Regions from separate parts of the Oryzias latipes genome. Here region 1 is linked to region 2. Evidence: chromatin contacts called from public Hi-C data. All regions are on one chromosome and are shown on one strand. The core of a region is the stretch at or near the end of the contact, and the rest is flanking DNA. Distances in the headings are between cores, read along the strand shown.

Region 1 (7,102 bases), core at 1,386-3,885, 140 kb after region 2:
AAAAAAGAAAAGAAAAAGAAGAAAATAAAATATGCTCGAATTCAGTTAAAAAAACGAACTTATTTACAAATATTTGAATAGGGATGATGGGGAGAGCGCAGCCTGGGTAACTATTCAGTGTATTTATTAACAGTAAATGTGAACATGGTTATGAATTTAAACAAAAAAACGATTTATCATATTTTTTTCTTAAGTAAAATAATAAAAAAAACATGTTTCGATTGATTGCAAAAACAATAAATACATCTTAGGCTTTTTATCAAAGGCCAAGAATTACAGGAAAGTATTTAACAGTTTTTTTCTTTTTAATTAGAAATTTAAAGACATGTTTAATTTTAATCAAAAATGCTAAAGAGATTCCCGAAAATGACTTCCATCTGGAGCACCTTGTCCGCGTCATCGTTTATAGACTTCTCGTAGAAATAATAAATGCTTGTGTGATCTCCCTTCACGAGATAATTACTGCTTGCTAATGTGTTTGGTTGGAAAATGAAGAGGCTCGGTCGCTCATTATAAGTTCGAGTCGGTTCTGACAATCAATAAAATCAATGGACGGGGATTCGTGGGGCTGGCATCGTTAGATGACCACTTATTCCTTGTTTTCTTTTGTTTTATTTTCCTTCCAGAACATTTATGATGAGCCGCCGGGAGCGCACCGGCGATCAAAATGAGCGTTTTCTATACATTCGGACGGTAGTTTCAATAAATGTGCATTTGGCTTGAATTCACTCTGAATTTTTTTGTGCGTTTTAGTGCTTTTACGCGCACTCCAAACTTTACTATCCCACTTTCTGGCGTTGCGGCTTTGACTTCTGCTTTCTTGATCGTTGCGCGGCTGCTCACTTTCTGCCACCAGTCCACAGTGAACGCGCTGGCGCTCCGGCACACTCCAGGGGAATTAAAAGGAAATAAATAAATAAAAGAGCGTGCGTAAAAGTTTGTTCGACAGGCCGATGAATTGGGCGTCAAAGCCAAGACATCAGATGATTTTTTTAAACCGTATGGAAACAAACAAACAAACGAAAAAAAAAAAAAGTCTGAATGTATATGTAAAGTGCAGCGAAGACTATATTGAAACGATTGTTTTAATGGAACCGAGGCAAAATTCGAATGTGCGAATTGCTCGCGGTGACGCAGCAGCAGCAGCGGGTGCTGACGCCTCAACTAATCCGTATTTTGGCTCCCTGTTCTCGGCCATGGAACTGGAGGGGCCCCCGGGACGTCCAGCGGCACAGCTTGTTGAGGGGGGTGGGGGGTGGGGTGAGTTAAATTATTGTGGCTCCCTAGTTAACAGGTGTTTCCCAACTGTTTCCGTCTTATTATGTGCGCGCGCGCATGAGCAAAGCCGTGTGTTTCCCCTGGGATCATTAATTCTAGTATTTAGCTAAAATATTCCTAAAATTAAATGTTTTAGTATTCTAAAACATTTTAATAGCTGTAATCAAACCTGATTCAATACAGAAGAATTTGTCAATAAATATATTTGGAACTGGAGTCCATGAATATTGATGTTATGAGAGATAAAAGTTATGAAAGTCGGGCAAACGAGGCTACTGCTCAATAAAAAGTGTGGTTTTAAACTACAACGTTGTTTAAAATGGATCTCATGACAGAAACCTGTGAGAAAATCCTAAAAATGTAACCGGAAAAGAATAAAATAATAACTTATTGCTACATTCATTACATTTGAACGCCGTTTGTTCCACTCGCTCCAAAGAAAAGATGCAGGAGAAAGTTTGGCTCTCTTGATAAATCTGGATAATGTCGGCTTTTGTGCGTAATGACGCTTATAACTTCTAAAAAAAAAAAAAATCAAACCAAAAATTTGACTTTAGTTATTCTAAAAAATATTCAGCTGCAGATGGTTGATCACACAACAGTGTAAACGCCTCCAAGAAGCCACTCATGTTTGGAGAGCCGGCACGGACACGCGCAAATATATAATTAAAAAAGTCAGAAATATATGTGGATGTACATGCTGCCACGTGCACACGCTTCGGACGCAGTGTCCAAGATCGTGCTGCGACATTTTCCCCATTTTTTTATTTTCCTTTTTTTTTCTTTCCCTGCCACGCCATTAAAGTGCACAGAAAGTTTAGGACAAGTCAAAATGCGCAACAGAAACAGAAGCAGAGCGCAAAGGCGTGAAAGCGTAAACTGGATAAGCTTCAAACCCGATAACAACAGAGCAAAACAGTCAGTTACTCACCTCGCCGTGGCACAATCCGCTTCTATCGCAGACGGCTGCCCACTTTCCGGCTTCTTCTACTTTTCTTTTCTTTCTTTTATCCACACAACAAACCAAAACTTTTTTTTTGTTTGTTTGCGCTCTGAGAATATCAGCAGCACCGGCCCTTCTGGTTCTTGCGTAGTGTAACAGTGATAACGTGAAGCGCTTTGGTAAAGGAGGAAAAAAAAAGTAGTTAACACCTCCCCGTTAGTTTAACGACGCGCAACCAGAGAGGCAGGACAGGGAGAAAGAGGGGGGACACAGAGACATGCCGACTGTTTTCTGCGAGCGCGCTGTAAAGTGGGTATCAATGGCACGATAGCGCGTGCGAGCCCCTCCGCTGAAACGATCAGTGAAAGGAAAGAGCGGCGAAGCCAGCGAGGGAGCGCAGGGGACGGTGGCAGTCAGTGGTGCGAGGGGAGGAGGGGGTGCTCAGGGCGATGTGTGTGAGGCTGTGGGTGGGAGGGAGGGAGGGGGGGTCCAGGGATCACGGCGCAGTGCTGCCGCGCAGCGCTCAGCTCGATCATCGCCTGCAGACGCGCGTCCTGGAGACACGAATGCGCTCAAAGAACGCCTTTAAAGTTAGGGAATATGTATCCATTTTCTACTGCAACATAAAATCATTTTCTTTTCTTTTCACTTTCCATCTTAAACTGGGAGCAGAGCACTTCGGTGGCTCCAAAATCCTTTGGATCAAGTCACAGCTTTGTGCGGTTTTTTTCTGGGAAGCCAAAATAAGTAATTATCTGTTAAACCAAAACGTTTTTACTTTATTCTTTTTTTTTTTTGCAAAGTTGAGTTAAAATGAATAAAAGATTAAATCTGCGCATTCCTTGTTGTGTGTTGCTTTCTCAACATCGCACCATCCGGCCACCCCCTTCCCTCCGCCTCTCCCATGTGTCTGGCGTTTCGTTCCCCTGGGTGATTTCCACTGCGCTTTGTGCGCAAAGTGAATGAATTACCCCCCCCCCCCTTCTTCTCTCTTTTTCTCTCCCTCTACCCCCATCCTCATCCTCCCCACCACCACCTCTTTCACTCGTTGGAGAGACTGCTACTTGCCATAAAGCCAATGAAGTCCAACCCTAACAAAAAAAAAAGAAAAAAGAAGTGGACCACCAGACACTCTTAGGAAGTGCGCTCATGGAGACTTAAGTTATAGTGAGACAGTGGAGAAGTTCACCAGAGCAGTGCCAGGGAGTGAAGTGTCACAAATAGGGCAGTAGAAGGCGAAAATGTCCAAAGCTGAATTGCTTTGAAATCAGATTACTTCATTGTTTAAGCAAAAGTACACAAACCAGGCTTTAAATAATTCATAAGTATAATGTGTTCATCATTTTTGTTTATTCTATTTCGTGTCTAACTTGACACAGAAGTTGCTTCAATCACTGAGCATGAGGATTTTCTTGCTTAAAATCCAAAGGCTGTGACCTTTTTAACTTGACTAAATGATGTTTGCTTGTGAAGGAAACAGTAGGACGCAGAGCGGAGGCTGTCCTGTGCTCGTCTCCTTCTGCACTACAACCCCCTGCTGGCCACATGAGGTACTGAATCTTTGTCTGGATGTACGATTTGGGTCTCATCCAACCAAAACGTTGTATAAGTTGCATAGGAAAAAAGTTTTCATCACTTCATCAGTGTTTTTGTAGCTGAAAGTGAATTATTGGGAGATTTTGATTTAATTTTGAGTACATTATAGTTTTACCGTGGATTCTACATTAATGATACACTTTGGTAACATTTGGTAAAATTGTTTTAGACAAGCAGCATCACTGAAGCTTTTCCTTTCTCATTTTTTGCAACAGTAGTTTTAAAGCTGTTTTTGTGTAACACTGTTTCCAAATTCCTTCACTATCGTCCACTATATAGACCAGTCGCCCATCTTGGGGCTGTCCGAATCGACAATGCCTTAGAAATTTGTGGATTCATAGATGTGTCTTCATAAAATGTTCATGTTTAATGAGTTTTTACTCTGGGAAATTGGTGACGTCATATTTGCTATGAACAAAAAAATTAAAAATAAAAAAAATAGTGGTCATAGTGTCTGAATTGCTTTTTGCAAATGAAAACATCCCTTTTACTTGAACTATTTCTTGCTCATATTGTGCCCCATGGCATCGTTTTTATTAAGGAAAAATGGGGCATATTTAAGAAATGACACTTAAAACTAAAACTAGAAAAAAACCATACGCCACTAAAAGTGTGTCTGGGTTTATTCAAAAACTTTTGAGGCTACTTGTTTTGGTCATCTGGAATAATCCTAACAATATTCCCCTCTTAATAATATTCACAAATGTGCACCTATCCACTGACACCACCCAGCTCTCCCCCACCCACAGTTCTCCTCACTGCAACCACCAACTATCATATAGTCAGAGCAAGTTGCTTCGTTTTCTAATAGAATTAACACTTTGATCTGGTTTCACGCTATAATATACCAGCGCTTTAGGTAATAATAGCGTGGGAAAGTGAAAGGCGATGTGTGTGTGTTTTATGTGGGTGTGTGTGCTGGGTGGTCTCCGTGCACACAAGGGGCAGCAGCACTGCCATTAGTGGTGTGTTGTCTTGCTAATAGGCTCAGTTTGCAGTCAATGGGCTGACTGAGGAAGAAGACCATCCATGTATTAGATCCCTCTCCATTCAAAGTCTAATGCCACCCTTTAGTTCAACCCCCTGATGTGTTTAAATGCTGCCTCTGTGTGTTCTGACATGGAAGCACTTTGATGGCACCTGTTTCACCACTCCAGCATCTGTACTTCAACTTTCTCCTCCCATAAAGTAGAAACACGAAAATATCTTTAGACATTTTTAGCCTTCTTAACTCAGACTGAGTTCTATTAGAAGTTATATAATGAAAGAGGTGCAAAAAAAAAACAGATATTTCTCCATGAAAACAGTAAGAATTTGAAATGGGCCTAAAAAGAGCTGGCCTTTTTTTGTTTTAAACCCTTCAAGTCTTACTCCGATAAGCATTTTAGTGATCTTTTGATTTTGATGATGACATTTTCAGCCAAAAACCAATCAAACCTTTTTTGTTTTCAAACAGTTTCTAGTAGTTCATTGAAATTCACCTCTTAGTTGTGGGCGAAACCATTAGCACGGAGTAAGCCTGCCCCTACTCTCCGACATTCATCTCTTCAGAGGCTCGCCTGCTAGCTTACCGCTCGCCACAACCCCAATCGAACATTAGAGGTGCAATCAAAAAATACAAGTTTTATGCCAGATGCCAGTTCAAGCAAGGAAAACAAAGCAGTACATGGATCTAGACATCTACAAGTGGATGCAGAGAATGGAGCAGAGCAGGAAGCTTGTGGCTGGCCGTAGTCGTTTCTATGTCACACCTACAGGCTTTTTCCAACAGTATTTTTGCGTTGTCCCCTAATTCACAATGATTTCAATTAAAAAATACTAAGAAATGAAATTTTAATCTTGAATTTCTTTATGTTTGTCCTCCACCATGAGAAAAATGTCACATGAACATGTTAAAAACATTAAAAACACAATTTTTGATCTTTAAGAGATTCTGTTAAGATCAAGAAAAACGGTGGAAAGGGTGTGTTCCTTGAAAGGGGCCTGAAATCCAGCACTCAGATCAATAGTTGTGCAGTTGTTTAAGGACAACAACTCAATATACTATTCATGAAAACATTTTTGATCCACCGTTTCATTCAAATCAATCCAAATCCTGTAGGGAGTCCTACCAAGGTCAATGACAAAGTTCAGTTAACGTTTACCAGTAATTTGCACGGCTTAACCTCAATTTGCAAAAACTATTAATGCTGTTCTGTTAAGCTACGGACACACCTGGCATGTGAGTCTTAAATACATATTTAGCCTATGATGTTCACACTGGACAAGCAAGGAGGGGCTTCTTCTTTTTCTACTTTTTACAAGCGTATGTCCACCACCTATAGTTGGAGCAGGCTTGGTGAGAAATGTCGAAGTGGCGCAAATCTCACAAATCTCCCTACATGCTTTTTCTTTCACAGCTCTAGTCATATATATTAAATACTTGGTGTTATATACTTTGGACCGGGCACAAACCACAATTATTAATTTCTCCTCCATGATCAATTTATAAACGGTTGGCACTCCCATGAATTAAAAGGGGCGCCATCCAAACGTCACTACCAAATCTAAGTCCCTGATTGGTCAAAGTTCCGCTTGGTTTAACTTGCAACGCCCATTCAGTGGCCTTGTGTTTGGTACGTGGAGCCTGAAAACAGTCTTGAAAATGTTTAATTAAGTGATGAAATCAAATTAAGTACATCTTTTTTGGGAAGTTAAAATAAACTTAAAATGTAAATGTATAAAAGATTCCAAAACACAGATGTAAAAGGGTTTGATCCACGGTACTTGTATCCATTTGTATAGAGTTCCTTTTTATTTGATTTCATCTATTTACTTTGTCAAACTGATCAGCTTGGATATTAAAGAATATTGAAGGATAGACATCTAATAAGCTTCAATTGCTTCTCCCTGTTCTTTTTTATTGGTTGTTTATACAGTATTTTATGTCAAGAATATAAATGAAAAACTATATAATAATAAAAATTATTATTATTATAATAGGCAACACTTGTTTCTTTCATTTTTCTTTTTAGTTTTCAAATTGGGCCCCACTTTCAAGAGGTGTCCGTATAAAAAAACGGAAGATCTAACTTCCAGAAGACACAAGGGCATGTGCGTTACCAGGCAAGGTCAGCATGGGGCTCGAGTCTACCATCTAAACCGAGTCATATCTCTGTGTTATGATACTCCTGACACGCAGGAATAAAAAACAGGGAGCTAATGAAAAATCACCATGTTTGCACCTCTGCTTGACCAGGTTTTCCCTTAAAAATTCAATTTCACTGTTCTTTCCCCACTTGTTAA
Region 2 (6,444 bases), core at 3,237-5,736:
TCATGAAATCATTCAGACTCTCCCACTATGATGAGGTGTATCCCCGCAGCAGGAGCTGCGTCTGAATAATGGACGCTTTCAGCGGTACTTCTGTGTCTTTGTGACCCAGTTTGACAACCTGTCCTACCACAGACTTCTTAGGTTCCTCTATTTTACTTTACATGTAAGGCATGTGAAAAAACACTACCGTGTCTGATAATAGAGGAACCTAAGAAGTCAATTAACATATACAGACACTATGAACTTTATTGAACTGACCTACAACAGCCCTACAGGGGGGGGAATTAAATTGGAGGAACTTTTTAATGTTGTCTCTATGAAAATAAGAAAATATCATATGGGAGGAGAGGGATCAGATTATCTCCATGTTTTGGATTTGGACTCCACCCAATTGTAAAAGCGACGCGTAAGTTCCGATTTTTTTTTACTCTGGACGCGATGCCCAAAGAGTGAATGCAGCTAATGACTCTGAAGCTACGTTCACACCACCCTCAGCAATCAAAGATGGGTTCAAGTGACCACTTTCAATAGAAAGTCTAGATAAACATGTTAAACATGTTTATCGGGCGTCTGCTTTCAAAACTCACGCACAGCCCGCACGTTTCTACGACTGTTTTTGGGCTCTACGCATAAAACGCACAGCCACTGAAGGCACATTGCAAGTTAAACCAGGTTGAAATTTGACCAATTGGGGACTTAGATTTGGTAGTTTTTAATCACAGAGGTGCCAACCATTCGAAAAGTGATCATGAAGGAGTAATTCTATGACAATTAGTCTTTCATGTATCAGAATAGGGCTGGGAAAGAAAAGTCCTGGAGATTTGCATCACTACGACATTTTGCACCAAGCCTCTTCCAACTGTCGGTGGTGGTCATGTGAAGAAGACAGCCCTCCTGCTTGCCCACCATGGGCTAAGTGTGTGTTGTGTATACAAGTATCTTTGTGGTACAACAGGTAGAAAATCTGAGCAAATGGACCCAGCTGGGCTCAGAGCCATGGTATTTGAGGACTTGTGAGAGACAAACAATGTGAAAAAAGTGAAAAGAAATTGGCCAGCGCACTATTTCAGTTTTGTTGTATGACGTCTGAGTAATTTTTCAACACAAAAACTAAACAGAAATCCTTTTGATGACCCAATAATAAACGTTAGTTAGACCCTATAGGCTTCCCATGACTATTTACAAAGCACTTTTTCCAGCACACACAAAGGAACACGTTTAAATACCTCGGCGGGGGAATATATCCAAATCAACTTTCGCTCCAACCAGACTTTAGCCGCCGGTGCATTGAACTTGAAACAATCTCATAATCCAGTCACATTAGTTTCGAGTTGGTATGATCAACTACTTGCAGGCAATTACCTTCACAATAAAGGCCCTCAGCTTGGTTCAGTCTGCATCGATCCTACCTGAGAATGGCCTCCCTCCTCTCCCTGCCAGAGGAGTGACAGCAAGAGCAACAAAAAGATGAATAAGTCTTTTCTTGGTGGGAATTGGCTGGAATGGAAGGAGGGAAAAATAGCTGGATGGTGCGAAACTCAAGATACTGATTGCTTTTTGCCTTTTTGTGTCATCTGGTAGAGAGCTGGGGGGCTCGGGCGTATGCAGGCAGATTGATTATGAAGGAAGGGGTTGGGGAGGAGATCGGAGGAGTATGTAGATTACTTTGCCCCCCTGAGCCACCTGACATGCACAGGGCACGATGGATTTCCATTTGCCAAGCTCCACGCATGTGTGCGATTTCCATGACGCCGTGGCCCATGAACGAGTGACAGAGCTCCGAGCCACGAGGGAGGACAGGCTGGCAGTCGTAATCCAACACACACACACACACACGTGTTTACATGCTGGGCGGACAGCAGCAGGAATGGAAAACAAATGAAAGCATGCATGGGAACAGATATTAAGAAAAGGCAGAGGTGACACACCTTCGTTTCCATGCACACGACTCTTTCATTCTGCAAGTGCTAGGTGCCATTAAAGGCAGATTTACAAGAAATTGGACCAAATTCCCATTGTCACTTTCAATGATGGCACCCGTGCAGCAACCCAGAGGAGAGAGTGAAGTTGCAATTTTTCTTGACTGCTGTATTTTATTATTTGTATTTGTATTTTAAAATTCGTGACACTCCCCCTTAGCTTGTATTTTAATGTTACTTGCATTTCTTTAGAAAGAAATAGTACTTGTTTCAGCCTCTAGAAGAGTTTCCTCCTCCACACTTCGGCTCTTTGCTGTCCTTGTCTCTTCATGCCGTGTTTCTGTGGGTTAATGGCGAGTTGGTAAATCAGCCGGGCGTGACGTTTGTCCCATCCCATCCCATCCAGGGATGACGCGATTTCTTTTAATAACTATGTGAGTGACAGAGAGAGGAAGCATGCGTGTGCGCGTGGGGGGCTTAGCTTTCCTAAATTGGCATCCAGAGGGAAGGACAGAATTCTAACCTTTATTAATAATTGAACCATACGCACGTTTTGCTGTAAGACAGCATGGTGATGTTATACATATATATACATATATAGTTTACTGTGTTTTTCACACTATTAGGCCCACTTAAAAGCCTTAATTTCTTTTTAAATCATGACGGTGCATTTTGTAATCTGGACTACCTAATCTATGGATTAAACTAGTTGTGTTTACTGATTGCTGTCAAAATGACAAGTTTGGATGTTATTGTAAAAAAAGCTAAGGCAGCTAATGTGTTGCGGTGTCGGACGGTGGTTTTTTTTAACGTTTCTAATAAAGGTTGGGATTTATTGTAGTCACAGAAACGTTTGTTTTGGCGATATCAGTCTGTTGTTTGTTTTTTCCATGTTACAACAAGGTTCGGAGTATTGTAAATGCGTCAATGCATCCATCATCCATCCATCTTCTTCCACTCACCCGGGACCGGGTCGCGGGGGGGCAGCAGTCTAAGGAAAGATGCCCAGACTTCCCTCTCCCCGGCCACTTCCTCCAGCTCCTCTAGGGGGACGTCTCGGGGTCAGCAGAGAGACGTAGTCTCTCCAGCTTGTCCGGGCCTCTGCCCAGTGGGACATGCCCGGAACACCTCCCCAGGGAGGCGTCCAGGAGGCATCCGGACTGGATGTCCGAGCCACCTCAACCGGCTGCTCTCGGTGTGGAGGAGCAGCGGTTCTACTCCGAGCCGTCTGCGGGTCATCGAGCTTCTCAGCTTATCTCAAAGGGAGTGACCAGCCACCATACGGAGGAAGCTCTTTTCAGCCACTTGTCTTCAGGACCTCGTTCTTTCAGTCATGATCCACGGTTCATGAACATAGGTGACTACTGGAATGAGGATCAACCAGTAAATTCAAGAGCTTTGCTTTCTGGCTCAGTTCCCTCTTCACCACAGCAGAACAGTAAAGCAACCAAAAAAACGACGGCTGCCGCTCCAATCCACCTGTCAATCTCACGCTCCGATCTTCCCTCCACTCGTGAACCCCAAGACATTTAAACTCCACCCACTGAGTCCCTTTCTCCGGTCAACTGAGGAAGGTTGGCGATGTCAAACTTTTATTTTTTTTATGTGTTACTAACAAGGTTAGGAGTTAGCGTGGTCATATGTTTTAGCGAATATATTTTAGCAGCATCAGTCATTTTTTTTATGTGTTGCAAACAAGGTTGGGAGTTGCAGGTATTGCAAATATGTGGCTGACGTTTCTAATGTGGCCAATGTGTAGCTTCTCTCAATACGTCTATTAGTTCTGTGTACCTTATGACAAAAAACTGAAAATAGACCATTTATTGACAGTGGGCCTTAAAATCCGGTGCGCCCCATAGTCCAAAAAATAGGGCATATATTTTATTTTTACTATTTTTTTTTATTTTTTTTTTAGGGAAACTGCATTCATGAACTGGAATAAAAAGAAACCAATTGTCAATTTAAATTGTTGGCATTGCTATTTCGTCAGTTCAGTTTCCAGTTGGAAAAAGACGCCCTGCAGCATTCGATGCTGGTACTTCTCTACATCTGCATTCTCTGAACTGTATTTGTTGTCACTGTGACAAATCAGTGTGTTTGATCCCAATGCAGACTCAAACATTCCCTTATTTTGCTTCTTTACTGCGCACCTACTTTGCAAAGCAGCATTCCCATTGTCACAATGATTCAGATTTTGTGATTTTTTTTATTTTGCTGACGTTTTGCCACCTAATGCAACAAAAGAGACATTAAAAAATGTCTCTGTTGTTTGCATGATAGCTGTAAAGACAAAAACTGAGAAAGGGATGTATTCAGATGAAAACAGCAGAAGGATTTAATAAAGTTTGGCGATAAAGCCTCAAAAGATGTTAAGCGTGGTACATGCGAGTAAAGACAGCAGGTGGTAAATAAGCTGTTATTTCCATGCGGGGTGACACTGTCTGTTGCCCCGTTTCTCCAAGTTAATGGGTGCTATCGTAAAACTAGGCCACTAAGGTGGACGTGGGGTCACACACAAACACACCCCCAGAGGAGCGACCTGCGCGCGTGTACACAAACACATGTGCACATACACACAGCCAGGCGTGTGAGCAGGGTGAAATATGGATCCTAATGGCTGTGTCCCATCGTTAAAAGGGCTTGGAGTTGATTTATTCGTCGTAAAACTGCTAGTTGCAACTGCCCCGCGGAGAAGAAAGGGTGGCAGTGAACTTGAGGTCACGGGTTTGAATCCTGGTCTCTGTAGGAAAGGCTAAGCTTTACGCTGACAGCATGCTTCTGCCTTTTTATGCAGATTTATGGCACACAAATACCTGCATGGGAGAAATATGACTGGATCGGCCTGTCGGAGCTGAATTGTGGTGCACGGCCTATTGGTTACAAATGACCCAGCTTTATGAGCCGTTGAGCATTGACTTTTTTTCCTTTTTTTTTTTCATTATTATCTTTATTTACCTTAAGGAGTGCAGTGTGCATTAACTTGTTACGCTTTTGGGATGAGTAGATTCTGAATTTTGAGGATTACCTGAGGCATATGTTTGCTAGCCGCTCGATTTCTGTTTCCATGTGTTCCTGCAGCTCTCCTGGTCGGAGCAGCACCTGGCAGATGGGACAGACAGGAGCCTGGCTGTCATACAGGGACATCTTCTTTTTACCTGAAAAAAATAAAAAGTCTATTAAAAAAAATTACCCAAATTTTTTTCAATATTTCCTTCTTTCCCCAAAGAAATTTAGCAAATACTCAGGCTACGATCACAAAAACAACTGCCACTGCGCAATAGGGAGGCAGTGGCAGAATCTTCAAGCCACCACCAAATCTTTTGAAAATTGTCGGCGTGGTCATGAATGTAGAAGGCGGAAGTCAGCGGCAGCCGGATCGCTGGCCTATAGGTGAATAGCAACAGCTTTGATTGGACGATGTGTACAGACAGCGATCGTCCATAAGAAGCTCCACCAAGCCGTCTGGTAGCCTGGTGGTATATAAAAAGTGGGCCATTCTGCCTGTCAAAGGACTGCCATCACGCAACCGCGAAATGTACCCGGGTGGCCACTGACCGATGTCAACTGACAGTTGGCATCAGATTTGAACTTTTTCCTAAAACCTCCCAGCTGCGCGCCCACTTGCCAAGTTTGATGAAAAACTTTGTGGAATATTTGAAGTGACCGTAGCATTAGGTCCAAATCCTGTTATGCCGGCTGATGCAAATAGGCATCAACCTGCTTCAATTAGCTATCTCAACTTAATTGAGCATCCTTTTGAACACAAACACATAAGTGAAACATTATTTATGATCATTGAAAGTCAATACAGGCATCAAGGAGTTAAATGAAAAGCACAATACCCTTCATAATGGGGGAGCAGAATGTTGCAGAGTCTTGTGTAATGTTATTTTCAGGTTAAATAAGGGGGTGGGGGAGTTTAAGAAGTGTCTGCTATAGGATGAGATAATGCTCTACAGAGTCTGCCAACACTACCTCACTTCATTGTCCTTGATCAGCGGGGCAACAGGGTGGGGCCCACCTGTTTTTGTGTGTCAGCATGTGCGTCTGGAGCATGTGTGCGTACCACAATGTCTGCTTCCCCTACAATGGTGTCTTTGACCCTTTGTGGCCGCTCACGTACGTGTGCAGCGGTGTAAACCCCATTTCTTGGAGCGTACCTCTAGCTCTGTCTGGGTGAACTAAAAATAATGGCTATTGAAATTATATCACTGCTCAGTGTTGGAGGACACTTCCTGATTTCCTGTATTCAGCCAATCAAACAAGCTTTTTTTAGACTCAGAACAAAAGGCTCCGCCTCAGCCAGGACATCCCGTTTAGACTGCTTGTCACCACGGCAACAAGAGGGCCAGGTAGGGGGAGACCCTGCCTCTCCCATGCCTTTGATGGTTCTCTCTTTAACCTTTTCACACTCATACACACACAATCCTGTACATAAAGGGACGAAAGCAGCCCCGAAGGGAAATGCATCTTTGCACTAAGAAGGCTTTGTAGAGATACAAGTAGTGACAGATTGCAAATGTTG

The links. Hi-C and Micro-C count contacts between places; a contact is called where the count stands out from the background.
Region 1: a Hi-C map of fibroblasts shows a contact between it and region 2, with 1.6 times the contacts expected there. The contact joins the promoter of LOC111949040 here to the enhancer-like site in region 2. A contact is called at or near these places in 2 of 5 Hi-C or Micro-C datasets (fibroblasts and gastrula embryo).

Annotation. Positions count from the first base shown.
Region 1 is chr17:18,993,815-19,000,916 of ASM223467v1, forward strand. It overlaps LOC111949040 (E3 ubiquitin-protein ligase Rnf220-like), which reads right to left and starts at 2,636. Exons shown (of 2, transcript XM_023964950.1): 1 at 2,210-2,636.
Region 2 is chr17:18,847,850-18,854,293 of ASM223467v1, forward strand. No RefSeq gene overlaps it. Among protein-coding and RNA genes, the nearest start is that of LOC101168073, 12 kb to the left of the region's middle. Within about 2 kb of position 4,487, at least 2 of the 8 cell types and tissues checked have an H3K27ac peak or open chromatin away from gene starts, as enhancers often do.